Regions from separate parts of the Mus musculus genome. Here region 1 is linked to region 2. A link is a contact called in public HiChIP or PLAC-seq data. All regions are on one chromosome and are shown on one strand. The core of a region is the stretch at or near the end of the contact, and the rest is flanking DNA. Distances in the headings are between cores, read along the strand shown.

Region 1 (5,452 bases), core at 637-3,136, 210 kb before region 2:
GAGCACTATTCTGGGCCTGGTCCTCACTGACTTTCCAACTGCCAAACCCAGTGACCTTCTCCTAGCCATTACCCTTCTTGACCTTTGCAGGGTAATTACAGTGGTTGGTCAAATACCACATTCTGGAATGTTCTCCAGCTACGGCCTGCTCATACTCTTCTCTGGTACAGGAGCAAGTGGAGAACCCAGATGTGCTCAAGCCATCTTGGTTCCAAGCCATCTCCTTCCAGCTCCTACCTGATAAAAAGCAAGAGCACTGGAACACAGAAGCCTCCCGGGACCTTTAGCTACCTCCTTTTCTTACCTTCTTTCCAGAAACTTCCTCACTGTTCTCTCCTCCTCCAACACACAAACACTCATTCAAATGTATGTGTTCACCCATTTTCCCAAGTATCTGTCGTTACCCATTTGTGTCCCTGGTCTCTCTCTCTCTCTCCCTCTCTCTCTCTCTCTCTCTCTCTCCCTCCCTCCCTCCCTCCCTCCCCCCCTCTCTCCTTAATATGACCAGTTGTAGTTCTCAAAGACCACATCTGTTAGCTTCCCAGCCCATCAGCTGTCTCCTTTCAACCACATTACCTTAGGACAGTATGTGGCAGCAATAGCTATGCCAGCTTGCAGCAATGAATTCTACTGTTCTTGATATTCATCTGGCTGTAGTTCATGTTCCCACTGAACTCTGCACATGTCTCAAGTGCCATTACTTTAAACCTTTAACCTTTTGCATCTTAGTTATCTAGATGAAGTGTCCTGGGAGTTCTGTTAACCAAGAGCAAACTTTCCTAGATAACATGTTCCAGGTGTCTGCTGTGGGAGGCCAGGTAAAGTCAAGAGTAGGCTTCCCTCAAAACTCCTGTGCTCTCCCCCTCTGTAGGCTTCAGGTAAAGGACTTTTGAATTCTGTTCCTTGGCCTCTGTAATGAAGCAACAGCCACCAAGCAAGCAAAGACTGGCATGGCATTTCACCCACAGACCAAATCCCGGCCTCTGTCGGGGAGTGCAGACGCACAATGCACACGACATAAAGAAGCCTGTTAGATGTGATGAAAGGACTGCTTCATAGGGTCACACTTCCTCAGATTCTCTACATTTTCCTGCTTTGTCTCTCGGACACCCACCAGGAAAGAACAGCAACACACAAGCCTGCAGGCTGAACAGAGATGGCATTGCATTCCCAGTGAGAAGTCCTGCAAATGCTCTGAGTCTTGCATTCAACACAGTGTAGCAAATTAAAAATAAAACTCAGGTTGTTTGGCTAGTAGTTTTCCAAGGCCTGAGTTGAGTTGATGAGTGGAAAATGTCCCCTGGGTTTGCTGCTGGCCACAGATACCAGCTGGTTATTATGTGGTACAAGGAAACACTTGTACTCATTCTGAGAAAGGGATTCATTAAATAATTTGCATGAGATGTAGATTAAAGGACCAGTTTTGTTACTGTTGATGTTGTTGTTGTATTTGCAAAACAGTCCAATCCCCTAGAAATATGGGATTATTTTATTAACACAATGTATATGAATGTGTGTGTTTGTATGTATATGTGAGTGATTGATATGTGTGTTGGTGTGTATGTAATTGTGTTTGTGTGTATGTATGAATGTGTATGTTTGTGTATATGTATGAATGTATGTGTTTCTGTGTTTCTGTGTAGGTATGAATGTGTGTTTCTGTGTATATGTGTGTATTGATGTGTGTGTTGGTGTGTATGTAATTTTATTTGCATTTGTGTGTGAATGTGTGAGTATGAGTATTTGTGTGAGTATGTGTGAGCATGTGAGTGTGTGTGGTGTGTGTGTGAGCACATGCACACATGTTAATGCTGAGTCACAGCATTTGAGAACTGGTTGTCACCTTTGACCACATGGGCTCTGGGGAGGAAGCTCAGGTCATCAGGTTTGATCCACTGCCAAGCTGAGCCATTTTGCTGGAAGTGATTTTAAGTCAACATTGGACTGGGATTCTCTGTAATGGTAATAATTTTGAAACAGCTCCATTGATAGAGTCTTTTCATAAGTATTTGAGAAGATCTAACCTGTGGTGCCCACTCATGACATTATCTCCTTGAGAGCACATTTAAACTTCATTCTCTGAAAAGCTGTGTGGGAGAGTTTGGGTCATAATTATATGTTCGGATTTTGCTTGAGAGAACCTATTAGATAAGAAGATGAGTCAGAGTTATTGCTGAAGTGGTAGGGAAGAAACCCTTAGGTACCATCTGGAACATGGCCAGTTTGTGGGTATTGTTCACGTTATTTTCTTAGAAAAGCTGGGAATAGAATTCAGAGTGATTGACTTCCATGCCAGTGTGTTCTGCCTCATCACTGTGCCTCAGCCCTGAGCTGAGTCACGGGGAAAGCAATTTAGGGACTTCCAGTCAATTCAGTAGGTATTTGCTGGGTGAATTATGGTGCTATAGAGTGTTAGAGGAACAAATTAATCCCTGATGCCTCAAAACTGCTCCCTCTAACTTTATATTGCAGGTCTTAACATCAGTTGTGAAGGAGAAAAGGTTACTGGAAACCTGCATGTATTTTAAGTACAGGGCTTACTTAGCTCAGGCCACCAGTCCTTATAGATCCTGAACCTTTCCAGCCTTGCAGTTTGCCCTCCACCTACTGAGAGATGAACCCCCTCTGCCATATTTCCTTTGCGTGTGCCAACACAGACCCAGACAACTATGGACCTCTAAAGCTGTGAGACAAAATAAACCTTTTCCCTTTATAAGTTTATTTTTCTCTGGTAGTTTTGTCACAGCGATGGGAAGCTAACACAAACAATAACTGTTGCTATCATCTTTATATTGATTCAGAGAAATGACAAATTCAAAAAGGAGAGAAGTGGAGGCCAGACCATGGAAGAGGCTTTTTAAAAGCTTCATTACAGAATTTGGACTTCAGGGATTCTTGGGGTGTCACTCAATTTGGTAAAATGTTAAGATGTATGAGCACCTGGGTTCAATTCCCAACATTGCATAATCAACTTGGTAGTGTACAGAATTCAGGAGGTAGAAATAGGAGACTCAGAATTTTAATCCTCAACTATATATCAAGTTTTAAGCTAGCCTAGGCTATATGAAGACCTGTCCAAAACAAACAAACAAACAAACAAACAAAAAACCATTCACATCTTGTTCAAAGGAAATGAAGAGCAACTACAGTTCCTTAGTTAAGAAAGAGTATAACCCAATCTGAATCCAGTGATGATCTCTCTGGATCCTGTGTGAGAATGGATGGAATGAGAGGGATGGTGGGCAAGACCAGAAAGAGCAAGACCTCCGGTGGGTGGTCACAACAGTGATGGTAACACCTGGACCAATCAATGCAGGATCCAGGAAGGGTTAGGGGACTCCAGAAATGTCTGCAGCATTCATCAGCTGGTCTCAACTCTATTGAGCTGTGAAGTTTGGCCAGGAATTGTGACCAGGGCAGGCTGGGACACCACCGGTGGCTGATGGTAGTGCGCATGCGCAGTGCAGTGGCAGCCATGCTGGATGTGCTAGAGCTGGACAAGACCGGGCAGAAGAAAGCGATGAGCTCAACCTGAACTTTTTGATGGACAAACAAAAATACTACTCATGTGAGAATTAACCAAGAGAGTATGTTAGTTGTGGCACCCCAGGGATATGCAATAAATTTTCCTTTCCTGTGTGCCAAACTATTTTATTTTCTAGGATCCCTACTTTCTCATATATGTGGGGCCAGATTCTACTGCTACTGCAACACTCATCTCAAAGGTGATCATGAGACTAGATTTAGTGCAACAAATTTCCAGTATAGTGTATTGCATTTGGTCAATAAAACCTGGTTGCAAAAGATACAGGGCCGAGGTTCTGTGTTTCCCAGCTAGACCACAAGGCCCTGGGTTTGACCTTCAGCCACACACACATGCACACACACACACACACTTTTCCCCCAATCATTCTCACTGGTATCATTCTCTGAGATCAAGAAAGTATGAAAGGCTAGATCCCTGCATAACAAGAAAACAATACTCATACATATTTTTCTAAAGATACCCATTTGGCAAATGTCTCAGCATGCCTGTTGTTAGTGAGATTGCATGTTTTCATTCCATGGTCTGTGTTCAGTTCACATTACAGAGTGCTCTGTGCTTCCCATAGCTTTATTGGCTCTGCAAATTTGCTTGCAAACACTAAAAAGACACCTTGCTTTGATCAGAGCATAACAGAAACCATTAGTAAAATGCTGAACTGCCCATTGTCTAAAGGACCTTTTGAAAAATGGAAGGTAATGAAGTAGAGGACAGCAAAATACTGACCGAGCTCAGTCACAGTACTCAGGGTGCCACCCTGTCTGATCAGGACTTAAAAGAAACAACAAAACGTATAAAATTGTATGTTTAGAGACATGGGGGACTCAGCGGTGAAGGGAGGTTTGAAAACACTTGTGTCTTGGGATGAAAGAACTCTTGTCATTAATATCCAGTTTGGCTTTGCATCTCCCAGGATCTATCATGTTATTAAAACTAATCTGGCCACTGATGATAGCCCAAATCCATTTGTTTATGTTATACCGCACTAAGCAGTAAGTGTTAGTGAAAAAAAGCTAAAAGTGAAAACAGAAACACTGACCATAAAAGCAGCGCTGCAGCATCGTGTACACAGTCCTCCATGTAAACCCAAGAGGCAGACTGGTTGGTTTTCCATGCAGAATATCGGAGAGGTTGAGAGGAAAGCAACTCCTGGCGTGTCCCAAGTCCTCCCTGGGTAAGAAAGGCATAAATCTGGGACCGGTTGACACACCCTGCATTCGCTTTCAACAAAACAGCTGTGATATCAAAACTTCAGACATGAAGGTCATAGGCATTCTAAACATCACCAGCAGATGAAGTGTGGTCTAGACGCTGAACTCTGAGTTCAGTTTTGCCCCTCTGGTTTCAAAGTCTCTTCTTTCCTGAGCAAGTTGTACAAAGCTAGCACCTCACCTGGGGTTCTGCTCTTAATAATAAAGCAGAACTTTTAACATTGACTTGGCTGAAACAATCAGACCACCCTGCCTGCTCCAAATCCTCCTGTTCTTGATGGGTTCCTCATGAAAATCCTTTCTGGGGTCCCAGCATGCCTTGTGGCTGAGCCCTCATGATGCAGCATTCTGTAAGACATTTTATGAAGGTCCAGAGTTTTCTTCTAAGGCAACTCTAGAAGGAATAGTATTGAAAGCTCTAACCAGATCTTTCTTAGCTACTGTTTTTCTATGACCATAAGGAATAAGATTCATCCAGCCATTGTTGATACGATGTCAATGGACTAACCTTGAAACTCTACACCCCTGTCTAGGGTTTTGGAAAACTAGTTTCAGGAATCTGAAAGGCTGGGTATCCTCTGATTCTCTTTCGAATGTTTATCAGCTCCCAAACTCATACTGAAGTAACACTGTCCTTGAAACAATATCAAGGGGTTGAGGCCTTTAAGAGGCCAGAAGATTTCGTTTTTGGCAGGTC
Region 2 (5,876 bases), core at 1,728-4,227:
AAGCGTCAGATAAAACATAGGATTTCAAAGATTTCTCACAAAAAAAAAATCTCTTTTAATAATCTTTTATAATAGGGTGGAGGTAGGATGTGGCTCAATGGTAGAGTATTTCCCCAGAATACAGGGTTGGGGGGGCGAGCTGGCTTTGATCCTCAGCATCACAAAAAGAAAAATATTGACTAATAATCTTATCTTGACAGGATATTTGAAATATATTAAATTTAACTAAACACACACTAAAAGTAATTTCGCTAATTTTATTGTTATTATTATTATTATTATTATTATTATTATGTTAGTTTTATGTGTATGGTTATTTTGCCTGCATGTATATGTGTGCTATGTGCAGAGGCCAGAAAAAAGCCCTGGAACTGGAGTCACAGACAGTTGTGAGCCAAAGTGTAGGTGCGGGGAATTGAACCTAGATCCTCTGGAAAAGCAGCCAGTGCTCTTAACCACCGATTCATCTCTTCAGCCCTAGACCTACTTCTTTTGTAATTTCTATGCTGGGAAGGCAGAGATGGGCAGATCTCTGGAGCTTGCAGGCCAGTCAGACTAGCCAAATTAATGAGCTCCAAGTTCAGTGAAAGACTCTGTATCAAAATTAAGGGGGGGAATGCAAGCAATAAATAAATAAATAAATAAATAAATAAATAAATAAATAAATAAAAATAAATAAATAAATAAATAAATATCATGAAAGTATGGACTTTTTGAAAATAAAAAGGGAGGTGAGAGAGGATGATGGGAAGGTGAAACCGACCAAAACCGTGATATACGTATACAAAACAGTCGCAAAGAAATATGTTTTTTAAAAACAAGACAGTGGCAGAGCAAGCCCGAGACAACCCCGAGCCCAGTGTCATATGGCAAGAGCGGGGCACTGCACACCCTTTTTTTTTCCTTAATTTTATTTTATTATTTAAGTGCATTTTACATATCAAACATATTAATAATATTGAGTATTTTGAGAATCAAATAATACATAAAAAATTTGTTCTTTATATTCATATCTTTCATACCCTAAAATATCATTAATGAATATTTAATACTATCTATAACTGGAGATCCTACATCTAATGTTGAATACTAACTTGTTTTAAAACATACAAAATATTCTTTGGGAATTAAGCATAGTAAAAAAGCATAAAATATTAAAGATGAATCATTAAGAAATATATTCAAAAGCCCTTATATGATATCACCTGACACAGTGAGAGAGTATTTAAATAGCATTATATATCTGTGTACATTGTCTAACTATTACGCTTACTTTAAAAAGATTATCAGTGTTTCTAGGAGAGAAATTATTTTATCAGTAAGTACATTTTAAAATTTTCAAAATAGCTGGAGCTGTTCCACAGCCCTCTGTGCACCTTCACTGCCAGGGGAGAGCTTGCCTCCAGGGAGTGGAGTCCTCCAGTCTCCCTGAGACCCTGGGACTCAGGTGAGATTGCCATTCTTTAAGGGATTTTTGTGTTTCCTCTTTAAGGACTTCTACCTGTTTAACTGTGTTCTCCTGTATTTCTTTAAGGGAGTTATTTATGTCCTTCTTAAAATCCTCTACCAGCATCAGGAGATATAATTTTAAATCCGAATCTTGCTTTTCCAGTGTGTTGGGGGGTATCCAGGACTTGCTGTGGTAGGAGTACTGGGTTCTGATGATGCCAAGAAACCTTGTTTTCTGTTGCTTATGTTCTTATACTTGCCTCCCACCATCTGGTTATCTCTAGTGCTACCTGCCCTCGCTATATCTGACTGGAGCCTGTCCTTCCTGTGATCCTGTGTCAGAACTCCTGGGAATCAAGCTGCCTCTGGGACCCTGAGATCCTGGTGTGACCAAGCTCCTGGGATCCTGGGATCCTGTGGTCTTGGGTGTGTTAGAGCACCTGGGAGTGGTGCTTCTTCTGGGTGTTGTGCGACTGGCTGCAGGGTTAGTGCCCAAGGTCTGCTTGGGGCACCTCTGATCCTATGATCCTGGAAGTGTTAGAGTGCCTGGAAGTGGAGCTTCCTCTGGGTGTTTTGGGACTGGCTGTGGAGTTCACTCCCAAGGTCTGCTCAGGGCTCCAGCTTAGACTGGAAGAAATCCATGCCACGGGTCGGGTGGAGTTGCTGGGTGCCTGGGTCCCACTGGTCTCCGGTACTGCACTCCTGAGACAACTCTACACCCAGAGGCCCCAGGTGGCGCTAAGAAGAGCAAGTGAGTACAGGAGAGATGGGAGAGGAGGAGAAACAGAAGGATGTGGGCACAGTGAGGAGAGGGGGAACTGGAGACTTGAGGGTAGTGAGGAACAGCCTGATGTGGGTAGCCCGGGATACCACCTAAAGCCATGGTGAGGTCCTGCCCAGTGCTGCCCCCAAGGTTCATATGTGGTCCATAACCCTGCAGCAGCAGGGTTCTGTGATCCAAAAAATGTCAGGCAGATGCCCCTGTTCTGAGCTGCTGCCTGGAGCCATTTGATATTTGAGGGTTGTGCAGAGCTGGCCTCACTCCTTGGAAGAGAAGGAGAGCTGGCCCGTCCCTCACTCAGGAAACAAAGTAGAGCTGATCCTGGTTGCAGGGTGAGCCGGCCAGAGGGCATGAGCACGGGAGGGCTGGCTCCACCACTTGATTCCCTCACCAACTGTGACAGAGGGGAGAGTTGGTCCCAAGGTCATGAGAATGGGAGAGCTGGTTTTGCTTCTTGCCAGTTACAGCATTGGATAAGCCAGGGCAGTCCTGGAGAGCTCACCCTGGAGGTCTGGGTGTCAGAGAGTTGGCATGCTGTCCAGCTCAGTTACCACCCAGGCCCAGATCCGGGGTTTGAATTGGCCCAACATCTACCTCATCTATGAACTGCTGGAGTGCACGAAGGCACTGGTCCTGCAGATCCCAAGCACAGGATCAACAGGCTATCAGGGAGGAGTCCCAGTGAGGATCCAGTATTGATGGTGTGGAAGAAGCCAGAGGCCTGGAACCAGACCAATGACTCACTGCAATGAACATTCGCAAGTAAAGGGGTGTGGACAAATGGTACACTGTATGACACACAGTGATGCATTACAGCTTCCACACTGAGACTTCTTTTTTATCTCTTGGTGGAGAGGTCCCAAGGGTACATGGTGGATATGAGTAGGATTGGGGTGCATGATGTAAAATTCAAAAAAGAACAATTAAAGGGGGTTTGTTTGTTTGTTTGTTTGTTTGTTTAAGAAAAACGACATGGAAAAATAAAAGGAGATGACTAACATCAGCGTCTGGCCTCCACATTCACACTAGCATGTACACACACACCACACACACATATACACACATACTCAAACACACACACTCATGCATACATACATACACACTCACACACATACACACACTCACACATTTACACACACTTACACACACACACACACACACATACACACACTCACACACACCATACATACACTCATACATACAAGCACTCACACACACACACACATATACACACATACTGAAACACACACACTCACACACGCATACATACATACATACAAACTCACACACCCACCACACACTCACACACATACACACACTCACACTTACACACACTTATGCACACACTCACATACACCACACACACACACACATCACACACACATACACACATACTATTCTTGACACTGTCAAAGCCTGAGGTGGGAGCCAGAAATTGAACCTCTAAGTTTTGCATCAGTGGTTCCAAGTGTGGTTGACTGTAGCAGCTCTTTAGTCAAGCACTGTTGAGCATGCAGCCTGCCAAGGCATGGATGTTTCTTGGCCTATGGTAGGGTTTCACGCCTATGAATTCACTTTAAGTTGAAAATATCCTGCCGTTCCATACACCTAGCCTGCTGACTCTCTTAACTTCTGTGTCTCCCTTGTAATGCAGTGCCTGACCCAGAACTGCTCCTCACTGCCTTTTGCCCAGTGCTGTTAGAGACCATGCCACCATCTACCACCAGCCTGAGAGACTATCAGATTGTGTATGGCTTCTGTACCTTTAGAAATTCAAATGCCCCACGTCAAGCTGTCATAAGTTGCAAGTCATCTTGCTGATAAACGATACGTATCCGAATGTGAGTCACACACTAAATATTAGTGCTGTTTATTTTTACATCACAAAAGAAAGAACTCATGGTGTTATCCTTCTCCCTTCTAATAGATCATCTTTAGCCTGCGAAGGACTCTCACTGAACAACAAATTACACTTGCAGGATGTTCCCAGCCTCCCCGCTCTGCACTCAGAAAAATCTTATTTATTGTCAGGACTCAGCTCGGGACTCTTCTTTGGGCAGCTCTTCCAGACAGCACCTCCCCCAGGTGGAGCTGAAGGTTGAGACCCTCTCTGAGCACTGAGCACGCTGCACAAATGTGACTGCCGTCCACTTATCATGAATTACAAATGTTCGTTTAACCTGCCAGCTCCCGAATCCTGGAGATGGCTGTGTTGATGTGTTTCACCTGCGCTTTTCAGGCAGCTCCTGGAGTACGGTATGTATGGATATTTTTTTAATGTTTGGGGGGGGGGGGGAAGAGCAACCTCATGTATGCAGTTAATCAACACTTTAAGGGAGCCATTGCCTTCTCTGTGGAAGCAGATTCATCCTGCGGCCTCAAGAGAAAATAGCCCACGCAGAAGAATGCGATGCAAAAAGCCATGGCAAGCTTTGCCTTTGGGCTTACGAGATCACAGCTAATTTATAGCTGAGCTGGAGCTGGAAGCCGATGAACAGCCTAAGCAACCCACAGCCTAAAGAGTGGGGCTGGGGTGGTTCTTTTTAACTGACCGGTTTAAGTATTTAATTGTCTTACAGGCAGGACCCTTCAGCCAAGTGACAATGGATGGTCTTGGGACCTTGGTGAGTTATTGTGAGGCCCGGCAAAGGAGGATGGAGACGGATCGGTTCAGGAGCATCACAGTCTACTATCTCTGGTTAGGTCTAGTGAAGAATTACCTGATGGAGGCCCGGGAGAGGGATGGTTCAGTGGTTACCAGCACGGGCTACTCTTCCAGGGGACCTGGGTTCAATTTCCAGTGTTAGGACCTAGGTAAAATATTAAGGCCTAGATGGAATGTTAAGGCCTAGGTAAAATGTTAAGACCTAGTTAATAGCTGGGCAGGGGTGGCACACACCTTTAATCCCAGTACTTGGGAGGCAGAGACAGGCAGATTTCTGAGTTTGAGGCCAGCCTGGTCTACAGAGTGAGTTTCAGGATAGTCAGGGTTACACAGAGAAACCCTGTCAAAAACAAAAACAAAAAAATAAATAAATAAACAAACAAACAAAACCCCAAAAACAACCTAGTTAACAGTTACCTAGCTAGCCTGCCATTATAAGAAAGCTTTCTCTTATGTTTCTCTATTACTAGGAAAATTTTAAATGGCAAGATTAATTACATATTCTATTATGTTCTGTGCCCTTGGAAACCAGTCATGATAGAAGTCGGTAGAACTGTTTTGTATAGTTACCCACAGTAAGCTTGGACCCCAAACAACCCTGACAGCCCTTCCTGCACCTATGTATAAGCTTTTATGGTCTAAGCTGCCCCTGGGATAGACCCCAACATAAGAGAGACTTCTACACCTCTACGCCCATATATTTGGAATAAGACTTTCACTTTGAGTTGTGGTCAAGTAAAGTTTCCAAGACCTCCCTGGCAACTGACATCCTACTTGGCAGAAAGAGACATCTATGTGGGTGACTGACATCCTGGTTGGCAAGTTAGGACACAAATGCTAAACAAGTCCCATCCTGGGAGATAAGTTAAGACATGAATTAGACCAGAATTATCAACCAGTGGAAGCAGGATAAGCGTACAACAAAGACAAGTTCCTAAGGAAATCCCCCATCTCTAAATCCTGATTGGTTGAATAACATGT

The links. HiChIP or PLAC-seq counts read pairs in DNA pulled down with a chosen protein or histone mark.
Region 1: a contact with region 2 is called in an H3K27ac HiChIP or PLAC-seq map of the NIH/3T3 cell line, with 3 times the contacts expected there. The contact joins two enhancer-like sites. A contact is called at or near these places in 1 of 484 Hi-C or Micro-C datasets (embryonic fibroblasts) and 3 of 115 datasets of contacts at active chromatin or transcription factors (the NIH/3T3 cell line, astrocytes and embryonic stem cells).

Annotation. Positions count from the first base shown.
Region 1 is chr14:47,979,960-47,985,411 of GRCm38.p6, reverse strand. No RefSeq gene overlaps it. Among named protein-coding and RNA genes, the nearest start is that of 4930447J18Rik, 84 kb to the right of the region's middle. Within about 2 kb of position 1,886, at least 24 of the 459 cell types and tissues checked have an H3K27ac peak or open chromatin away from gene starts, as enhancers often do. A contact at or near this core is called in the NIH/3T3 cell line, where this site is marked.
Region 2 is chr14:47,773,547-47,779,422 of GRCm38.p6, reverse strand. No RefSeq gene overlaps it. Among named protein-coding and RNA genes, the nearest start is that of 4930538L07Rik, 19 kb to the right of the region's middle. Within about 2 kb of position 2,977, at least 30 of the 459 cell types and tissues checked have an H3K27ac peak or open chromatin away from gene starts, as enhancers often do. A contact at or near this core is called in the NIH/3T3 cell line, where this site is marked.